Regions from separate parts of the Mus musculus genome. Here region 1 is linked to region 2. The links are chromatin contacts, called in public promoter capture Hi-C maps. All regions are on one chromosome and are shown on one strand. The core of a region is the stretch at or near the end of the contact, and the rest is flanking DNA. Distances in the headings are between cores, read along the strand shown. Region 1 holds the start of Engase (endo-beta-N-acetylglucosaminidase). Region 2 holds the start of Sec14l1 (SEC14-like lipid binding 1).

Region 1 (3,797 bases), core at 203-2,702, 1.4 Mb after region 2:
CACTCATGACCCTGTCCTAGATGCACAGGTCTTGGAGGGGGGGCACCTAGAGTACAGAGGCAGGGAGTTGGGAGGTGGAGGGACGATCTACACAGCTTTCAAGATAGTTGTGTTTGCTCCACAAGGCGTTATAGTAGATGACTGTGTTTGGGCTTGTGACCTGCTACCTTCTCTCTGTCGCAGCCCCACACAGAGCTTCCCTCCCCACCCTGGGTCAGTGGGAAGAGGTGTCCTGCCAACTGTGTCCCACAGATCAGAGTGTCCTGCTCCCCAGCGTCCCTTCCCTGGCCGACTGGCCAACAGGCAATGTAACCAGGGCCTATATTCAACCACCTTAGTCACCATCCCCACCCTTGGCGTTTATGGATGCTTGGGGCCTCATAAAGCTCAAAGCCTGTAAACAGTAATAAAGAGGCCCAGAGAACTTGGCTTGGGCAAGCTGCTGTGGGGCCAGAAGCTGCAAGCTGCAGAGGGGTATTGGGCTCAGGGAGGAGAAGCCATTTCCTCGTCTTCTGGCATTTCTGCTCACCGCTCTGAACACAGGACCATCAAGGTTACTGTGAATCTCTTCTGTGCCCAGGTACTGTGGGAGGTGCCCTCTGGCAGATGCAGCTTCCTGGACCCTGAATACTTGAGAGGATTTATTTCCTGCAGAACACAGGCTTAAGAGTAAGAAGAATGCATTCAGGGGAAAACTATCCATGCTCACCATGCTGACCACCCTACAGGACAGATGGAAACAGTCCCTCCAGGTCAGCAGCACTGCCCCCATCTCTCCACCTGCCTTTACTCCTAGGTTTCCCATCGTACCTGGCTATAGCATCCCATGGAGCCCTGCCTCAAGCTGGTTATAACACCTCTTTCTTTTGTTCATTAGTAAGAAAAGACAATCGTCAGCCTGTGTTGGTTATCCAATTCCAAACGGTCAGCCCTGAAAACATTTGCATACAAGTAACATTAAAGGGACCGAACAGGTTGTGTTTATATATACACACACGTAGATGACAAACATTAAAGAAGTAAAAATCATGAATTTGAGAGAGATTGGATGAGGTACACAGGAACTATTGGAGGGAGGAAAGGGAAGGGAAACATGTAATTATATTTTAATTTCTTAAAAAAAGCAGAATATTACAGGTGCCTGTAATATTAGATCCCATCCAGGAATCCAGGGATCCAAGGAGCCAGGGACCCAGGGAAGCTAGGCCACCAGTCTCTGTGGCCCAGTTCCAGGGCTCATTGCTAACGTGTACCGACTTGGTTGTCGCTGGCAGATTGTTTCATTCGTCTGGAAAGAAAACTTCGTGGCTAACTCTAAATAACACTTTTTTGGGTCTCAGAACCTTGGGCTCAGGATCCACGCAGCCCCGCCTTTCTCCTAGACCCCGCCCATCAGGTCCCGCCCCGTCTCTCCGGTTATTTAACTCAGGCTCTACACCCGCCGCTTGCAGAACGTGGACAGATCCTAGCCGGAACTCGGTGCGAGCCAACCGCGGCGCTGCACACTCACCATTGGCTGAGAGCTGCGGCAGGGGCAGGCCCAGGCTTGCGATTGGCTGTTGGAGCAGTGTCTGGAGGGCTTAGCGGTCGGCAGTCGCTGACAGTCATGGAGACCTCGTCGGTGCTGACCCGGGGAGCTGCAAGGCAGCGGAGCCCCGCGGCCCCGGAGAAGCAGGCGCGGGACCAGACGGAGCGGAGGCCGGGGCGGCGGAGGCAGGGGCGGAGGTGCGCACGGCTGGGCTGAGCTCCAGGTCTGGGCTTGGGGTGGCCATGCTGCCTGTCGTGCAGCGCGACACTGTCTGTCGCTTGCGGACAAACCTACGTCCCTCCATCCTTCTATCCCCGGTCGCAGACGGGCCACCCGAGCAAGTTAGCAGCTCCCTTGTTCCTAACCTATGACGGACCCTGTCCCAGCCCATCGGGATCTCGTTCTGGCAGTCTGGCGCCAAGGCTACTGCACCTTCCTTTGGCCCTATAGATTAGGCAATCCCGAACATGGATGGCTTTCTGTTCGTGTAATATTTGAACTGAATCTTTAGGGACGAGGACTGTACTAGGTGGATCAGAATGAGCAAAGGCACAAAGGCAAAGAAGTGGACAGACATACCCCCCTGGTCCAGGGTTGTAACCCCGTGGTCGGTGGGACACTGGGAAAGGTATCAGCACAAACTTGATGTGTCCTGCTTCGTTTTTAAACCCACAGCAGTGAGACAGATGGGCTATTCAGACTTTAGGATGGTTGCTGACCGACGGGAAAGGTATTTGTGGGTAGAAGCCATCCTAAGAGGTCCTTTTCCTTCTTACTGGAGGGACATTCAGGTGACAGGTGGGCATGGGCAGACGGGATGACTTTGAGTTCCTTTGGGTGCAGCTGAAGGATAAAGGAGTCAGCCAGGGGGGCGCCATCTGGAAGAGGAGTATTTGGTGGTGAGATTTCAAAGGCGGGTGTTTTGCATGGCCTGATGACACAGGCCTTTAATTCCAACTCCTTGATGGGGTGAGGCAAGAGGATCACAAGTTTGAGGCCCCAACCTGGTGTAGTGAGGCCACATCGCAAAAATTAAAATGGAAGGTCTTGAGAGAGATTCATGGCAGAGCACTTGCCTAGGATGTAGGAAGTTCTGGGTTTGAGCCCCTAGCACCACAAGAAAAAGATGACGTCTCCATTTTAGCCTGCTACTGTCTGGCCATCCCCGCAGTTCCAAAGGCTCCTCAGTTTACTTACAGAGGGACAGTGTGATTGATGGCAGAACCTGAGGAGGGAGCTCAAGTCATTCCTGATGGCCTCAGGCCCTGGGGGCTTTTAAGGATGCCAGCTTGGATAACTGTGTACCTAAATGGCTACTATAGTGTCACCTCACTACTCTTTAAAGGATACTTTGAAACATATTAACAAATGAACAGTTTCTGATTTTGCTGTACTCAGACTTTGCAACTTCATGAAGCCAATGTAGTTATTCCTTGTATTATTCAGTTGCTGAAGATGGGGGGGGGGAAGGGGGCGGTGATTTTGCTGGTACTCGAAGACCATATCCCTTGGCCAGAGAAGGCCTGTGGTTCTAGGAAGTGTTTAACTTGGGGGTTTCACCTGTTGGGTGGGGCTGTCATTGGCGTCTGTCCAAGCACGAGCAGGCCTTAGTTGCTAATAAAGAAGATGAACCCCAGATCCCCTTTTTCTGGTGCCGTGCATGCCTCTGGTGTGTATTTTATAAGCCATGTCCTGTGTTATTTAGCCATTTGCTTCCAGCAGTTATTTACCCTGTGGGTGCCTGCGAGTGTAGCTCACCTACCATGTGCAGAGCAGAGCCCTAGTTCAATCACCAGTATAAATGGGGGACTGTGGCAGAGCACCCCTCTAGTCCCAGCTCTTAGAAGGTGGTAGGACAGAGATCAGAAGTCAGTGTCACCCTTGACTACACAGTTCCAGATTGACCTGGGCTACATAAGACTTTGTGTCAAAAAACAAGAGCAAATCAATCTTTTAAAACCCACCCTTTGCCTAGGATCAACGAGGATCAAGAGGAGGAAGCAGTCTTTAGAGAGGTGGTCAGTTTCACCCCGGATCCTTTACCAGGTGAGGTGACCAAAGTCCCCACTCATGTCCCTTCCTGGCCATCGCAGTCCCCACTCCCCTCTCTGTCAGAGAGGAAGAGTATGTTCGAGTCCCCTGATTTCCATATTCCTAACGGTTCTCTCCGTGGACCAGCTAGATATTATGACAAGGATACTACCAGACCTATCAGCTTTTACCTGTCGACGCTGGAGGAGCTCCTGGCCTGGACCCCGCTCATGGAGGA
Region 2 (3,804 bases), core at 175-2,674:
TAGAAATCATTTGATAAAGACTATATCTGTTTTGTACCCCCGAGGTCTGTGCTTTCCAGGCTGTGAATTGGCCCCATCTTCCAGTCTCTATTTCCTGTACATTTGTGGTTCATCTATAGGTTTGTCAGAATGGTGTGTTCTGGATAAGATCATCTCAATGGGTGCTGCCATTCACTCCTACCAGGAGCTCATGTTTGTCTTTCTTTCTTTCTTTCTTTCTTTCTTTCTTTCTTTCTTCCTTTCTCTCTCTCTCTCTCTCTCTCTCTCTCTCTCTCTCTCTCTCTCTCCCTTTCTTTCTGATACAGGGTTTCTCCGCGTAGCCCCTGGCTGTCCTGGAACTCACTCTGTAGACCAGCCTGGCCTCGAACTCAGAAATCTGCCTGCCTCAGCCTCCCAAGTGCTGGGATTAAAGGCACCACTGCCCAGCTCCCACAGCATCTTTTAAAGGTGAATGTGATCCCTACACGTGGACATAAGTCATCAGCAGCCTGAGTAGCGCGGGTAGCAGTGCTGGAAAATGACGGTTTGAGTTGGAAATAAAGTGTGATCGAGCAATGAATGATATGTTTGTGTGGTGGGTAAACAGGTCCTGAAGGAAATTCCCAAACTCTTGTGTGCAAGTACAGCCATCCGGGGTGACTAATGTGAACGGAACAACAGTGACACTGATGGAGAAATTGTGTGTTGCTTCTAAAACTAGCTTTTCTGTGTGGGTGGATGCGCCAGGTGTCCGCTTATTGTCACCCGCCCGTCTTCAGGACCCCTAAATGTCTCCGTGTGTGGCTCTTAAATTTTAAAGTTGGAGACGCTGAAACGCAAGGCACACCTAGCACCCCACTTGAGGTCCCTCCCCTTAGAGCCATCCCACAGCCAGACATTCCCCAACCATCTGGACGTGTTGACAAGGGTGCTTGGGTTACACCCATCTCCTCCCCACCCTGTTCGCTCCATCACCATTACTAGGCCAGAATGCAATCAGACACTATAGCAGTGCAGGAAAAAAAAGAGGAAGCCCACGAGGAAGCACAGACGGCGCAAGCGCGCAGCATTCAAGCTGGAGGGCCGGCTTAGCTGACATTCCGTAGAGGTCCCAGTTCCCGCTCCGGCTGGAGTGCGCATTTGAATCTTTTCTGGGGTCTGTGGCTGCTAACTGCGAAGCCTCGCCCGCCGCCACGGCCCTTCCCCCTTCCCACTGACGCCAAGAGAAGGAGCCTCTGGGGCTCGCTCCGAGTCCTGGCAGACCAAGTCCTGAGCCCCTCCTACGCACGCGCAGATCTGTAACTCGCGCCGGCGCAGTACGGCCCTTAGCCAGCCCGGCGGCCGCCCCTCCCCCTCCCTAGCAACCGCCTCCTGCTCCTTCCCCCGCCCCCTCGGCCTGGTGTGCGCACGCGCGCCTCTTCCGGGCTGGCCCCTCCCTCCCCGTCACCCGTAACAACCACTCGAGCCCTCGCCGCGCCCCTCGGCCCTCCCGCCCCGGCCCCTGTCCCCGGAACCGGCGGTCGAGCGGCGGCAGCCGAGCCTGTGGCACGGCTCTCTCTTCGGGGAGCCGCCGGCATGAACGCATCCCGCCACCGCGCCGCGTCCCCGACCCGGTCCTTCTGACAAGAGGTAAGCTCGCGTCGTCGTGGAGGGTAGGAGCGCGCCCGGGTGTCAGTCCCTGGCAGGGTCCCTCTGCTGCGACGGCCCGGGGCGCTCGCCATCTCGGAGACTGCGGAGCCAGCCGGGTCCCTCCGCCGCCGCCGCCCCCTCCGTCCAGCCCCGGCCTGCAGGGAGGCGCTCCCCCGGGGCCGACCCTGGGCTGATTTTCAAATACCAATTATCATGCAACAGAGGCAGCCCCGGCCTCCTGTGCCATTTGGCGGTGGTCACTCCGGATGCCCGCGCAGGGCGTGGATCTGGACCAGACCTCCCCAAGCCAAGATCTGGCCCAAGTTCAGGGAGCTGGCGAGCAAGCTGGTCCTTCAGTGTAGTCACTTGGTTAAGAGTTTCTTAATAAAGGCATCACGCAGTGCTTGCATCTTCTCTCCTACCCGTCAGCACCCGGTAATCATCCTCCTTTTATTTGAGAGATACCCGAAAACTAATTTTCTCAATTAAAAAAATATAAACGATTCTTAGTCTCCCCTCCGCGCACCGGCGTTGTAAGGTTTACGAGAGTGAATGGAACGCGGTCTCTGCGCTCCAGGACGCGTCAGCGCCTGAATCGAGATTAATGAAGGCTTGAGTTTGGAGAACCGAGGAGTCTGGTTTGAGAGCTGGGAGTGTAAGATCGTCTCACACAGATGGAATCAGGAAAGGCGAACGGCATGCTTGAGGTCACCCAGAGTTATTAGCCATTGTAGTTTTCCAACTGTTGGAAGGTGGTTTTCCAACGTAACCTGCTCCTTCCGAGTGCTATGCCAAGCAAACATACCAGAGAAAGTTCCAGACCTGTTTAAAGCAATGTAAACATTGTAGAAGTGCAGCTCTAGATAGCAATCCTCTGAAGTCTATCAGCGTAGGGGTTTTTTGTTTGCTTTTTTAAACACCTGTAATTTGGGATACCGAGATACTGGGTTTTGAACTTTTGAATGTCTTTTGACTGTATCTAGGTAAAATAACATCCTTATTGATTGAGCCCCAGTGGGACTACTGGGCTCACTGGACTTTCTTTCCTTTTTATATTTCTGTTTGTTTTTCTCCTCCTTTAAGTAGGTGAGCAAAAGGTTCTAGATGACTCTGAACACACAAGGGTGTTTGCCCAGAAAGCCGCCCTTGCCAGCACCCGAGTGATTCTGTATGCAAAGCAAGGTTCCTTGACCTCAGACTTGAGCATGTAATTGATTGCCTTGCGGTTCTCGGGTTCTCGGCTTCAGGAGGCTGGAGGGTTTTGGAACCCCTTAGCTGGAGCTGGGCAGCCTCCCTGCTGTTTGTAGACAGTCTCTGAAATCGGAGCGAGCAATTAGAAAACAGGAAACAACAAAGTTCCCTTTGAAGCCAGCACTTAAGGAGTATCCCATTATTTAAGAAGACAGTAAGGGTCGCTTGCTCCAGCTTTTTGTGTCATCCCCAGAACGGTTGCCATAACATGTTACATTTTTAGTTGGCTTCTTGTAGACATTGTTCAAGAGAACACCACTGAATCCTGGGACTTCATGGCTGCTGAAGACTAGATCTCCTGACCTAAGCCAGAGACTCTGCCCATACAGGGGGCAGAGGGCCTCCCAGGTGGCCCCTCCTTCCATGTGGGCCATCTTTGCTTGTTACTAACACCCTGATGCTTCCCCGTCAGACCGTTTCAGCGAATCCTCTTTCGTTTTCGTGTATGTTTGGAAATATGACCTGTGGTGGTCTCTAGGATGTGGCGGTACGAGAATCCAGACTCACTTTTCTTTCCTGTAATGTGGTTATTTATTACACGTATTTATGTTTTTCAGGAGTAAGAAGACTGCTATTGAATTACAACCATGGTGCAAAAATACCAGTCCCCAGTGCGGGTGTATAAACATCCCTTTGAGTTAATTATGGCTGTAAGTACTTCACATTTCAGTTTCCTCTGGCTTCTTTTTAAGATTAAACTTGGATGATCTGCAAACTCCGCTCCTTGTTATCATTGCCTTTACGAGCTCAGCTCCGCTACGTGACTGTGACCTGCGGCCAGAGTCTGGCTGGCAGTTTTAAACAAAACGCCTCTGAAACTGCAAATCTGTACGTTTGTGTTTTTGCAATGTATCCGGGGTGACATGCGAGCTTGCATCATTCACCCACGGAGAACGCAGACGTGGGATCCTGGCCAAGCATTTCCTAGGGCTTTTGCTGGCTTTC

Evidence for each region. Capture Hi-C pulls out chosen DNA fragments and counts their contacts.
Region 1: a contact with region 2 is called in a promoter capture Hi-C map of adipose tissue, with 3 times the contacts expected there. The contact joins the promoter of Engase here to the promoter of Sec14l1 in region 2. A contact is called at or near these places in 1 of 39 promoter capture datasets (liver), 1 of 484 Hi-C or Micro-C datasets (CD8 T cells) and 2 of 9 other capture datasets (adipose tissue and liver).

What each region holds. Positions count from the first base shown.
Region 1 is chr11:118,475,380-118,479,176 of GRCm38.p6, forward strand. Engase (endo-beta-N-acetylglucosaminidase) reads left to right here and starts at 1,453. Exons shown (of 14, transcript NM_172573.3): 1 at 1,453-1,725; 2 at 3,504-3,574; 3 at 3,707-3,797. The coding sequence starts at 1,607.
Region 2 is chr11:117,113,744-117,117,547 of GRCm38.p6, forward strand. Sec14l1 (SEC14-like lipid binding 1) reads left to right here and starts at 1,425. Exons shown (of 16, transcript NM_001166506.2): 1 at 1,425-1,608; 2 at 3,417-3,509. The coding sequence starts at 3,447.